Regions from separate parts of the Zea mays genome. Here region 1 is linked to region 2. A link is a contact called in public Hi-C data. All regions are on one chromosome and are shown on one strand. The core of a region is the stretch at or near the end of the contact, and the rest is flanking DNA. Distances in the headings are between cores, read along the strand shown.

Region 1 (6,571 bases), core at 2,536-5,035, 200 kb before region 2:
TCCTTGACATTTTCTTCAAAGGATTTAGTGCATGCCACGGTTGTTCCCGTCTCAAGCTTCTTCACCATGTGATCACGGTTATCTTGAGAAGGTTGAGCAATGCACTTCCCTTTTAGTTGTGTCAAGCTCATTTTTAGCCTCTCATTTTCTTCTTCGAGCTTTTGATATGTATCATCTTTTGTTCCTGCAAATTCTTGCTCAAAGGAAGATTTGCTTGTCGACGGACAACAAGCATTAGCACATGGTAATATAGTTTCAATTTGAATACATGTGCATGATTGAGGTTGTTGTGATTTTAAGTTTTCTATTACAACCTCATGAGCAATATTTAATATGATATGATCATCCATAAGATTTTCATGAGAACATAGAAGCATATCATATTTTTCTTGAAAAGCTAGATTTTCATCTTTTAGCTTTTCTACTCGGTCCTTAAGCAAGGCATTCCTACTTACTAATTGAGCGATACAATGTAAAGAGTTATCTTGCTCAATTGAAATAGTTTCATACCTTTGGACCAAATCAACATGAGAGCACTTTAGCTCCTTATGTTCTTTAGTCAACTCGTCAAAGCTTAGCATTTTCATGGAGAGAACATCTTCTAGCATTTGACGAGCTTCGCTTTGCTCTCTCGCCCTTTTTAGAAGTTTGAGCATGACCGCCTTATCTTCTAGACTTAGATGAGCGTAGAGTTGCATGAAGCTTCTTTCATCCTCCTCATCCTCATTTGTGCTTCCACTATCATTTTCATTAGCCACACAACATATGTGGGAATCTAAATGGGAAGACAAACCTTTTGGAGAGGTGGATTCATCGTTTGGTCTCCATCGTTTATTTTCTTCTTCTTCCTTCAAAGGGTTAGTTTCACAAATACCAAAGGAAGTAGAAGCACAAAATGAACTATCATGTTTGGACTCATCAAATGATTTTAATTCTAGTCCAAATATCATGCGCATCACAAATAGGTTCATCACATCTTATTATGAAGGCACGATAATCTTCCTTGCTAAGAGATTTACTTAAGATGTGATAAGCTAGATAGTTTAAGCGTATATATGTTAGATCTTCCTCCGAAGCATTTTTCCTATCATAGTTAGAAGGAATGATACTCTTGTCTAACATTTGTTCTAATTGTGGATCTATGGTTCTAAAAGCATTTATCACCATAGTAGACTATGAATCATAATTAGAACAATCGGGAAGCAATATCTCAAGAGTTACCTCATTGTTTTCCTTCGGAGGTGTCTTCTTGTTCTTTTGGGATCTTCCTCGAGCCATCACTTCGAGTTGTTAGACTCAATATGAAGTGCCTAGCTCCGATACCAATTGAAAGTCACCTAGAGGGGGTGGATAGGCGAAACCAGAAAATTATAGCTCTAAATACAAACTAGATCCCTTGATTAGTGGTTAGAACAAGATACACAATTATCGGAGTATAAAAACTAAGTCCTTTGCTTGTAAAGAGTATTGCTTTCAAATAATGCGGAATTGATAAATCAATACAACTAATAGGTCAATTGAGAATAAAGCAAAAGGGCTTAGATAAGAAGGGCAATAACACAAGTTCTTTCTTGTAAGGCGTTGCTTCTCTAAATGTGATTTTAAGTTGAAGCAACACAAAAAGATATTAGCAAAGAGTAGCGCAAGAGAACTTAGAGAGGGAGAGAACAAACAAATCACAAGCAATAAACACAAGGGACACAGGTGATTTGTTTTACCGAGGTTCGGCCCTCGAAGGCCTAGTCCCCATTGAGGAGTCCACTAAGGACGGGTCTCTTTCAACCCTTTCCCTCTCTCTACCGATCCCCAAGACCGGAGAGCTCTTCTTCTTCTCAAGGATCACTTAAGACCCCGCAAGGATCACCACACACTTAGGTGTCTCTTGCTAGCTTTACAAGCCTCCAAAACTTTGGAGGAAGTTCAATGGGAGTCAAATCTCCACGCTCAAATGAACGCAAGATGTAGCACACACTTTCTCTCAATGGATCTCACAAGGCACTAGAGCTAAACTCACACGAGAAGCTTTGTTTTGCTTGCTCTCTCTTTTGTGGCACTTGTGTGGGTTGTAGTGGTCTAAATCTTGTGTATAGGATGGATCAATGAATAGAGGTGGTTGGGAGGGCTTGGATATGTCAACTATATGACTTGGAATGTTGCTTGGGCTCCCACACCTTGAAGTGGCCGGTTGGGGTGGTATTTATAGCCACCAACCAAATTGTAGGCATTGGAGAAGGCTGCTGGCGATGGGCGCACCTGACAGTGTCCGGTGCGCCATCGGACAGTGTCCGGTGCACCGCCACGTCATCCTGTCGTTAGGGCTTGGAGCTGGTCGACCGTTGGAGGCTCTGTCCTCATGTGGCACTGTGTTGCACTGACTTCTGACTTCTGCCACGACACTGTGTTGCACTGTTCATCCGTCAGAGTCGACCGTTGCGCGCAGATAGCCGTTGCTCCGCTGGTGCACCGGACAGTCCAGTGGCACACCAGACAGTCCGGTGAATTATAGTGGAGCTGCGCCTGAGAAACCTGAAGCTGAGGAGTTTTAGTGAATTCACCCTGGTGCACCGGATACTGTCCGGTGCGCCAGACCAGGGCACACTCTGGTTTCCTTTTTGCTCCTTTCTTTTGAAGCCTAACTTGTTCTTTTTATTGGTTTGTGTTGAACTTTTGGAACCAGTAGAATGTATAATCTAGAGCAAGTCCGGTGCGCCAGACCAGGGCACACTCTGGTTTCCTTTTTGCTCCTTTCTTTTGAAGCCTAACTTGTTCTTTTTATTGGTTTGTGTTGAACTTTTGGAACCTGTAGAATGTATAATCTAGAGCAAACTAGTCAGTTCAATTATTTGTGTTGGGCAATTCAACCACCAAAATCATTTAGTAAAAGGTGTAAGCCTATTTCCCTTTCACTATACAAGTCTAAGAAGCGCGTGGCCCATGAGCCTGACACGAAGCCCGTTTTTAGGCCTAACACTAGCAAAGTCCGACACAATTCGCTATGGGTCTGGGCCCAGCCCCGCACAGTCAGTGTGTCGTGCTCGACATGAGTTTAGGGCAATTGGGCTAGCCCGGGCATGGCCCGTTATTAATCGAGCTTTGAAATCGGCCTGGTCCGAGAGAGTGGCCAAACGTTCCCAGACATCTGCGCCATGTGGGGCCTGACCATCTTGGTGACCATCTTGGTGGTGGTCTACTCTACTCCGTCAACCACATCTCTGGCGTGCACTTGACCCCGCCGTCTCCGTCGCCTTTGCCACATGCGGATGCTTCGCTAGAGGCAAGTAAGTCAGAGTTTAGCAGCTAAGGCTACATACGTAGCGTCATCCAATGTTGTACGTCTACGTACATACATGTCCTAGGTGTCGTCATACGTCGTGGCCTAGGTGTTGGGTTCGCCGACCCATTCTGTTCAACGTGCTCTTCGTCGGGTACGTACGCAACCGCAAGATTGAGGCGGGGTTGAGCTAACATGGTTTGTTCTCGAGCCATGCTTATCGGGCTGGCCCGACATAGTTCATAGTTGGCCCATCCCGTGCCTGGCTTATTCATTGGTTTGAGCTTGTCGAGTAGCCCAACACGTCACATATACGTATTCGGGTCTAACTGTGTCGTGCTTAATCAGACAGTGCTTCCACCTGCTAGGGTCGGATCGGTATGGGCCACCCATTTAAACATCTATACACTAGTTCATTTAGCCATAGCTCGGAGACTCACGACCCGTTTCGAGCTCTAATGATACATGTGAGCTCTATACACTAGTTCATTTAGTTCATTTAAACGCCTTTTTTTCAGCTCTAATGATATATATAATTCCTTCAAAAAAACACGACTCCGTAGTCCGTACACGTCCACATTGGATATTCCCTGCCAAGTGCCACCGACTGCCAAAGAGCGCAGCCACACACCTCGCCATATGTACATATACTGACCCGCTTCTCACTCGGTAGCTCACTCTTAAGACCAAAAAAGAAACGAGAAAAAAAGAAGAGAGCTGCTCTGATGGATCGCTCCACCTCCCTGCTCCGGCTCATCTTGCTTGCTCTTGGCGCAGCCCTGGTGCTCCTCGTCGTCCGCTCCGCCTTCCGCCTCCCACGTGGAATCGACACACCCACCACCTCACTCTTCGATGACGAAGCCACCGCGGGCAGCAGCTGCACCCGGTTCGCGCCGTGGGGGTGCCGGCAAGCCGACCGGATTAAGCAGAAGCCGCCGTCGCACGAGAACGACGTGCCGCGGCACCCGCTCGACCCACTGACGATCAGCGAGGTAAACCGTGCGCGCGAGCTCCTCCGCGCGCACCCGCCGTTCGCATCGTCGCCGTCGTCCATGTTCGTGCACTCGCTCGCGCTCGACGAGCCGGACAAGCCCGTCGTCCTGAGCTGGCGGAAGGGCGTCGACCCGCTGCCCCCGCGGCGCGCGGTGGCGGTGGTCCGGTTCCGCGGTGAGGCCTTCGTCCTGGCCATTGACCTCGCCAGCGGCGCCGTGACTCCTCTGCCTGTCCCAGCTTCCGGGTACCCGACCATGACCATGGACGAGCAGGTGCTCCTCTGCTACACGCCTTTCAGGGACCCGGCGTTCAACGCGACCATCCAGCGGCACGGCGTCCGCCTGTCCGATGTCGCCTGCCTGCCCATCTCGCTCGGGTGGTACGGCCCCAGCGAGGAGAACCGGCGGCTGATCAAGATCCAGTGCTTCTCCGCGGAGGGCACCGCCAACTTCTACATGCGCCCCATCGAGGGCCTCACCGTGCTGGTGGACATGGACACGAGGGAGGTGGTCCGCATCTCCGACCGCGGCGCCGGCATCCCCATCCCGCCCGCCGCCAACACCGACTACCGGTACTCCCGCCACATGCAAGACGAAGGCGACGACCAGCAGACAGCGGGGTTCCAGAAGGTGCGGGCGCCGTCGATGGAACCGGGGCCGTCGTCAGGGCCGCGGGTGGAGCTGGTGGACGGCCACACGGTGCGGTGGGGCGGGTGGGAGTTCCACCTCAAGGCGGACGCGCGCGCCGGCATGGTGGTGTCGCGCGCACGGGTGCAGGACCCCGGCACGGGCGCGCACCGGGAGGTGCTGTACAAGGGCATGGCGTCGGAGCTGTTCGTACCGTACATGGACCCCACCGAGGCGTGGTACTTCAAGACGTACATGGACGCCGGCGAGTACGGCTTCGGCCTGCAGGCCATGCCGCTGGTGCCGCTCAACGACTGCCCGCGCCACGCGCGCTACCTGGACGGCGTGTTCGTGGCCGCCGACGGACGGCCCTACGTGCGCGAGAAGATGATCTGCGTCTTCGAGCGGTACGCCGGTGAGGTCGCGTGGAGACACTCGGAGAGCCCCATCACCGGCTTGGACGTAAGTTGTGCTCTTTGCACTCGTCATTTTGTCCTCTCCGATCCTTGTTGTGTTGCGAGACGCCTAGGGTTTTGTCATACGTTTATAGATGGCCATAAAGCACGAGTCCCGCGAGCCCGGCACGAAGCCCGCTGTTTGGACCCGGTTCGAGCCCGCCACGGCCCGGTTCTATGCGGGTCCGGGCCGGCTCGGCACGAATAAGCGGGTCGGGCTCGGACAGGAAACTAGGCACGGTGGGCTAGCTCGGCACAGCCCGTTTACCTCTAAGCACGTTAAGCCCGCTTTTTTACACTAAAACGTGCTTTTCGGCCCGCTTAGCCCGCTTTTAGCCAGGCCCACTACGGGCCGGACTCAGACAGAGAATCAAGCCCGTGGGCTTAGCAGGCCCGACCCGGTTTCCTAACCGTGTCTGGCGGGCCAGGCCTAAAACGGGCCGGGCTTCACCGGGCCCGGACGGCCCGTTTGGACATCTCTACATACGTTACGTACATTAGATAGGTACAGGTAGCTGTTCCCTCCTCAATACGATAGGCTCTTTACCTACTTGCGGCAGAAGCTAGCTGACAAAAGAGTGTGTTAAAGATATTCCCGGCACTAGGACTAAGGGCGAGAATCTTGAATTGTATAGATGCGATAAACAAAAGCTTTGATAGTATCTGACAGCGTGCTTAGACCCCGTTTGGTTTGTTTGGTCTGAGGGACTAAATATTAGTCTATCTATTTTAGTCCTATTTAGTTTCTAAATTGCTAAATAGTGAGATTAAAATAGGGAAAAAACTGTTTTAGTCTCTAGTCTCTCAAGAGATAATTAAAAGGGACTAAACCATATAAATTTCACTTTTTGTTTCTTCTTTATTTCAGTTGCGCTAATAGCGGAAAAATGTTAAGGGTATTTTAATTATCTTATGATTCATTTAATGCATTCTAAATACTTTTAGTCCCTAGAACCAAACATGTCATGGATTAAACATTAATCTTCTAATTAAACTTTGCATGGACTAAAAGAATTAAACAGAGCCTTATTCAACCTTTCCTGATAAGGGCTTGTTCGTTTTGGTGATAATCCACATGTATTGGGTGGGATTGAGCCGGTTTAAATCCATAACAAGTCAAAATACATTTCAATCACAATACACTCCGTTAATACACATGTAATATCAATAACCGAACAAAGGCTAAATGTTTATGATTACGCATGTGGTAGAATACGAAATTTAGC
Region 2 (7,468 bases), core at 4,824-7,323:
TTAACCAAGGTAGTAAGTGTACAAAGGGTCGAGTAATACTTCTTAGGTCATTACAAACCTTGCTTAACACATGATCTCCAAAGTTCTTTTGTGTCTCCTTAAGTCTCTACCACATGTGATCACAGTCCTTAGTACCAAGGTGTGCTCTAGCCATGGTAACACCTGGGGTGTTACATTGGCGCCCTATTCATGTGATGTCGTGGCCATCGGAGGAGCGCTTGAGCCCTGTAGGAGCACAGCTGTCGGAGCTGTCGGGTCCTTGCTGACGTCTCCTTGCTTCCGTAGGGGGCTGAGAACCGCCGCCGTCACGGAGCACGCGGGGTGCCATCATTACTTGTTTACCAGGGCGAGCCAGATGGGACGCCGGTCTTGTTCCCCGTAGCCTGAGCTAGCTAGGGGTAGGGTAATGATGTGCCCCCCTGCGACGTGGTCGGTCCGAGCCCAAGGTCGGGCGAGTCGGAGGCTCCTCCGAGGTCGAGGCTGAGTCCGAGCCCTGGGGTCGGGCGAGGCGGAGACCGTTGTCCGAGGTCGAGGTTGAGTCTGAGCCCTGGGGTCGGGCGAGGCAGAGATCGTCTTCCGTGGTCGAGGTTGAGCCTGAACCCTGGGGTCGGGCGAGGTGAAGTCCGAGCCCTGGGGTCGGGCGAGGCGGAGATCGTCTTCCGTGGTCGAGGTTGAGCTTGAGCCCTGGGGTCGGGTGAGGCGGAGTCCGAGCCCTGGGGTCGGGCGAGGCGGAGATCGTCTTCCGTGGTCGAGGTTGAGCCCGGGCCCTGGGGTCGGGCGAGGCGGAGACCGTCTTCCGAGGTCGAGGTGGAGTCTGAGCCCTGGGGTCGGGCGAGGCGGAGACCGTCTTCCGGTGTCGAGGTTGAGTCCGAGCCCTAGGGTCGAGCGAGGCGGAGCTTCCTATGGCACCCAAGGCTAGACTTGGCTGCTGTCAGTCTCACCCTGGCGGGTGGCACAGCAGTCGGAGCAGGGCAGGCAACGCTGTTTTCCTGTCAGGTCAGTTAGTGGAGGGGCGAAGTGACTATGGTCACTTCAGCCTTGTCGACTGAGGAGCGCGCGTCAGGATAAGGTGTCAGGCAATCCTTGCATTGAATGCTCCTGCGATCCGGTCGGCTGGCGAGGCGATATGGCCAAGGTTGCTTCCCCGCGAAGCCTGCCCGAGCTGGGCCTCGGGCGGGTCGAAGGTGTGCCCGTTGCTTGAGGGGACCCTCGGGCGAGACGTGAATCCTCCTGGGTCGACTGTCTTTGCCCGAGGCTGGGCTCGGGCGAGGCGAGATCGTGTCCCTTGAGGGGACGGAGCCTTGACCTGAATTGCGCCTATCAGGCCTTTGCAGCTTTGTGCTGATGGGGGTTACCAGCTGAGATTAGGAGTCTTGGGGGTACCCGTAATTATGGTCCCCGACAATACTAGGTTTAGTCTATGTGTTTCTATCTCTACCGCAAAAGGACATATGCAATCGAAGTTCCAATCCTGTATATTGTACACTAAGAATAGTAAAGTTTGAAACTTAAGTAGATATAGTAAATGCGGAAGATTAAAAAGCTAGTAGAGAAAGCAAACTCTCGTGGATGACGCAAGTATTTTTACTAAGGTATCTAGAACCACTCAAGGTGCCGACTAATACTCGTTGGTGCCCCTACGCAAAGGGTAGCCCACGCGAGGACCAAGCACCATAGACGAGTAACTTCGTAGAGAGCCACAGGCCTTCTCCACGTCAAGTGGTGCTATGCTTTCGACTCCTCTCGGACGCTCCCCGCCGTCTCCACTATCGAGCTTTCGGCCAAAATGTTGCGGGCCTCGTTCCCTCCAGTACACAGTGGTGGCCGTGACATAAACTCGGTTGTCACGGTCTCGCAAGACTCACGCCTCACTCGTTACAATTACAACGGCTCGCACAAAGCCAAAAGGTTTTGTGGGTTTTTCTAAACTCAGTCAGCTAACTAGGATCACGTAAAGCAAGCGCATAAGCGGTCTAACTATCCTAAGCACTTCCCAAATCACCTACGCTAATCACCGAGTGATTCTATTAAGCACTTGGGTGTATAATCACTTGAAAATGTCTATAACATGTGTTGGTATGTTGCTTGGGCTCCCACACCTCCAAATGGCCGGTTGGAGGGGTATAAATAGCCTCAACCTCAATTATAGTCGTTGGATAGAAAGCTGGTTGTTTCTGTCGTCAAGCGCACCAGACAATGCAGTGCGCTCCGGACATGTCCAGTGTCCTGGCCATGTTAGTCGACTATTGAGGGCTGCAACAGTCGACCATTGGAAGATCTGTTGCCGACCGTTGGCCAGACTGTCCGGTGAACACCGGACAGTCCGGTGCTACAACACTCGAGAGTCCAATTCGTGGAGCTCTCTACGCAAACTGTCTAGTGCACACCAGACATGTTTGGTGCGCCACGAGAGTGTTAGCTGATTGCCCACTTCTTAGATTTCTTCACTATGTTCTTGGGCTTCTTTTGGACTTGAGTCTTGGACTTATACTCATCTTTTAGGTCTTCTTTTGAGGTGTTGCATCCTTAGAGTCTCAGTCCAATCCTCTTCGCATCCTATGAACTACAAACACAAACACTGACAAACACATTAGTCCACAAGTTATGTTGATCATCAAACACCAAAATTAATTAGTCAAATGGGCCGAGGTCCATTTTCCTTACACTCCCAATTGTGTTGTTGCGATTTAAGCTTGTTATGAAGGAACGAACTCATCCCACAAGGGGCTACTGTTTGGGGCCAATCTTGCCGCCGCAAGACACCTTTACTTCGGTGTAAATAAATATGTTTCAGATATATTGCGAAGGACATATGAAGCTAACCTTCGACTTAAGCGATGAATAAAGAAGCTTCGTCTATATACAGCTATGGTGTGAACCAAAGATCACCATGCTCGGTATAAGGAAGGCTTCAACTACGAAGTGACGAGGGGGGAGAAGCTAAAGTCTTGTGCGACAAGAAAGAAAGAGAAAAGGAAGTATTGCCCTTGTATCACTTGTTAATCATGTGTGTAAACTTTGCGGGCATGTATGTAATTTCATGAGATACAGTTCAACTTCCCTATAAATAGGTGAGCAATGCCATATATAAATTCACCTATCAAGGGCCTTAAGCTTCGTTTCGCTTAGCCTTCAAAGTATCTTCAAGCTATTTTGTGCAAAGAAGTCGAATGTATGTTTGTAAACTTGTTTAGCACGAAGGGAGATGGAATAAAGAATGTTAAGGCACATGAGATGAGTCTCATACTTTATTGTTCACTGTCATTTCACACAATATCATTTTGTACACATCGCCCCTCAAGAACCTTCGTCCTCAAGTTATTACTTCGAAGAAATAATAACATAAGGACAAAAGTTCAAACTTCTTAACTTATGTTGCCTTATTTTGTATGCATGTAGCAATTGAAAACAAGTGACCAACAGTCGGAACGAAGCGTGAGGTGGGTGGATGGGGAACATATGAGGACAACAATTTGGCTGCGGAGAGGAGACCTCGTGAGAATGGGTAGCAGATGGAGCCACTCCTATTTTAGGCCAGCTCTAGCAGTTTACTTATAGTTTACCCCAAACACCATTGTTGTAACTTGTAGATTGCATTTTTTTGTAGAGTGAAGTTTAAATCTCTTCTCTACTACTATTAAGGCTGCAAGAGTAGTCGACCATTCTCGTGTTCTGCCACCATTCCTGTTCTGTCATTCCTGTTCTGCCACCGTTCCCATTCCCATTCCCATGTCTGTCATTCCCATCATTCCCCCGTACAGTCCACGTCTAGCTAAAATTAAAAAAAACACATGTCCTCAAGGGGATTTGAACCCATGACCTCTTAAGCAAAGGCTAGGAGTAGCTACCACTACACCACATATGTGTTTATGTCTACATTTATGACAGGAAACACATCTACTACATCTCTCACCAAGCTCACTTGCTACCCTTTCACAATGCGTAATAGTAGATAAGTATCACCGAGATTCTTGAATTAGATTTTTGGATGGAGGTAATATTATTTAAAGAAGAGCTTTGTATGCAATTTCTTTTGTTTGAATAATGTATTATACTTAAATTCTTTTTTTGCATGCGTGACATTTTTCTCCGTAATATTTTTTCCATAGATCAGACTTCTGAGTCATTTTCATAAACCAACGCCAAGCATGAATCCATGTTTCTTACTTGAAACTCCGAACAAACACCATGAGCAGGAGGCACTCACGTTAGCGTCGCTCATCGATGACGAGAAGAAGCTTGGCGACTGTCAGTTCGACCTCTAGAAGCAGTACTACGTGGTCGCATGCGCCGCTGTGTACGACAAGCTCCCGCGAAGCCACCACTTGGACGCGGTCCAGAGCAGCTGCACCGCGCTATCCATCGTTAAGCAGGGAGGCCTCATGGTTGTCGCCAACATCGACGACTCTCGGGTTGTTCTGGACACCGCATCTGACGACGACGCCATCACGTCGTCTAGCTCATCGTCCACCTGAAGCCCAACCTACCACGTAAGTCGCTACTGACCGGACATGAATTCTTGTGCGCTGGGACGATGGACGTTGCTGACGTTGTGTGAGTGTCCTCGAACATGATGTATGTAGTGGAGTAGCGCATTTGGTGGTGCAACGGCCAGGGGTACTACCTCGCTGATGAGCCCGGGGTACACTTCGTTTGGCAGCCCAACCAAGAGTCATCGGTACTCGTCATGTCGCGCGCGTTCGACGACTACTATATCGAGGATTGTGGCGTCATCTTAGCGTCGGAGGTGACGCAGAGGAGGATCGACAACAGTGACCAGTTCGTCATCCTCGCCACCGTCAGGGTAGCTTTTGTGCCGACCTACCTTTAATTCTCTTCGCAAACACACACATTTACCTTTTTGTTTAAGCAAGAGCGTATGGTGGTGCGTGTCTGATGACTAACGATGTACGAGGAAATTTCTTCCAGCATATGTGGAACGTGCTCTCTAATGATGAGACCATACAAATCGTGTCATATATCGAAGTCTGCATGATACTGATGGTTGCAATGTAGTGGTGAAACAACTAGATTAAAATAACAAAATTTATGTATGGCTAGGATCACAAATTGATTATGAAACATTTTCTCATAACAATATAACACACATTTTATATATAAGTTATCGTAGTATACTGGTATTATATATTACCGTTGCAACGCACGGGCACTCAGCTAGTATGAGTATGATGATGAGTAAGCTGCTGGAGATAATCTTATAGGTGGCGGAGATGAATAGTTATGGTAGGCAAGTAAGGTTGTCCATAGCAGATCTTGTAAAATAGTGGATTTGCACTATAGATATCACTATTTATATAATAAAGTTTGAAATATGAGATGAGATAATAGATGAGATAAGAGAGGGGCTGGAATAGTTAATGAAAGTCATTTGAGTGCTGGAGTTAGTATATACAGCACGCAGACAACGTAGCAGCGGGTCACGACATCAGTAATGCTCCGTTTGGATGTTGATATTGGAGGGCGTGAAATTGAATTGGATTCAATATCAAATCAGTCATTGTATTAAAATGAGATGTAATTCCAATTCTGTTGTGTGGATGTTGCTGAATTAGAGTTTGGAATTGTGTGGTCTAATTCCATGCAATGTAGAGGGGTGACACTCGGTATGGAGAAAGAGAGTTTGTAGTTATAGTCCAATTCCAGAGAATTAAATATACGATTCCAAATCTCAATTCTGTGTGCAACCAAACAATAAATTTAGAAAAGCTGATTCTAATTTTCTAATTATATGCTCTAATATCGGCATCCAAACATGCTAGCAGGCCTGTTTGGTTTAGCTTTTTTCTGACCAGTTTTTCTAAGAATCTGACTGTGGGGGAGAATCTAGGTATCGTTGGAATTACGTGCGCAGAAAGATAAAGTTGTCCATATAATTCATGATCTAAAAAATGACGAATTCTTACTATTTCAACGACTCGACTGATTTTGTGTTTATGTTGATTTTGAATAGGTTATATCAAATTAATTTTTATAGAAAATTGAGTGTTTTTGTCTACAAGACTACAACAGCTTTTGATAGTAGTTAGTTAGAAGTTGAAATAAGCTGAACATGGCCATAATCAGCCACCGACTGTCCGACCGCCCACACGGCCACACGCCACACCCCTGGCTGAAACACAATCCAAATACGCCGAACACGCAAAAACCCTAGACATCCGGCGCCCAAGCTCAGCAGTGTCTCTCCACCGCCGCCGCCACCTCGTGCTCCCCTTGCCCTCGCATCGCGGGATGGAGCACGACGCGCACGCCGAGGCGTCGTCGCACGCAGTCCCGCCACCGGAGGACGCCACCGTCGATGATTGGGCTCGCGACGACGCGGAGCCCATGTCCGTCGAATCAAGCGCCACCCCCCCGGAGGTAGCTGCAGTGGATTCCGGCGCTGATACCCCGCCCGCGCCCTCGGCCTCGGCCGCGGTTGCGGGAGAAGGTGCCCTTCTCGGCCCTACCTACCTATGTTTCGCTCGTGCTGTTATACGGCTTATTTGCTTAGATCTAAGCCTCTTAGGCGCCGATCTGTAGTGCTATGGCCCTCGATTATGCGTAGATTTGGGTTTATGAGGGTCAGGGTCTCGTTTATAGGGGTTGCTGGCTTGCTGCCGCGGAAAACAAATTAGGACGATGGAGATTATGTTGTGGCAGGGATATGTCTTCAAAGCGAAATTCAACTACTAGATTTACCCGGTCCACGCAAGCTACTGTAGCTAGACCCGAGCCAGGATTCTTGGGTGTATGTTGTTTTGGCATGATATGCTTGTAGTTCTGTGTTCCTCTATGAGTAAGTTGACGATCATCCATAGGTGGTTTGTACATTAGCAGTTTGTGCTTCTATTTTTTTGTCTGTTTGTAATTGTGATTCTATAGACTGTCCTTGAAAAGGTTTTCTTTGGCTCATCTTTTGTTGTTGCTGTTTGCTTGACCACACAACAATCAATCCATGCATTTGCAATTTCCAAATAAGTGTGCTTGATCAGACACATTTATAGCGATGCATGTGCAATTTTTAAAAAAAGTCTGATGAAGTGCGGTGTTACTTAGGAAGGCTATGTAGCAATTAAGCGTTTAGGAGAAGGGTGTTGCCTAGCTCCTAAGCACGCTAGGTGACCAACTTTTAGGACACTGGCCATTTTCATGAATGGAAAATCCCTTGAGTGAGATTTTTCATTAGAGCAAGTAAGGGAACTTCTGACAACCATGGTTCAAAATTCTTATGTCTGATGAAATAGATGCTCCTTTACCCATTTGTGTGCACCTTGTGGTTCATGTAGACTGCCACACACTCCTCCAAGACACTTCTACCTCTCTTCCTCGTGCATCACACCTAGAACCCAGCAAATGAAACCGCAGCTCCACAGATATGCTTCATGTCTGAATGCTCATGTGCTAATCCTCTTATGCAACATGCCTGCCATAGGCAAACATGTAAAAACCATTCCTCCTAGTCCAACTC

Evidence for each region. Hi-C and Micro-C count contacts between places; a contact is called where the count stands out from the background.
Region 1: a contact with region 2 is called in a Hi-C map of leaf mesophyll, with 3 times the contacts expected there. The contact joins the promoter of LOC103641531 here to the promoter of LOC100384492 in region 2. A contact is called at or near these places in 8 of 25 Hi-C or Micro-C datasets (bundle sheath, ear, leaf and 2 more) and 1 of 3 datasets of contacts at active chromatin or transcription factors (leaf).

The regions. Positions count from the first base shown.
Region 1 is chr10:105,844,969-105,851,539 of Zm-B73-REFERENCE-NAM-5.0, reverse strand. LOC103641531 (primary amine oxidase) reads left to right here and starts at 3,785. Exons shown (of 5, transcript XM_008664867.4): 1 at 3,785-5,352. The coding sequence starts at 3,997.
Region 2 is chr10:105,648,573-105,656,040 of Zm-B73-REFERENCE-NAM-5.0, reverse strand. LOC100384492 (eukaryotic peptide chain release factor GTP-binding subunit ERF3A) reads left to right here and starts at 6,073. Exons shown (of 17, transcript XM_008664865.2): 1 at 6,073-6,448. The coding sequence starts at 6,250.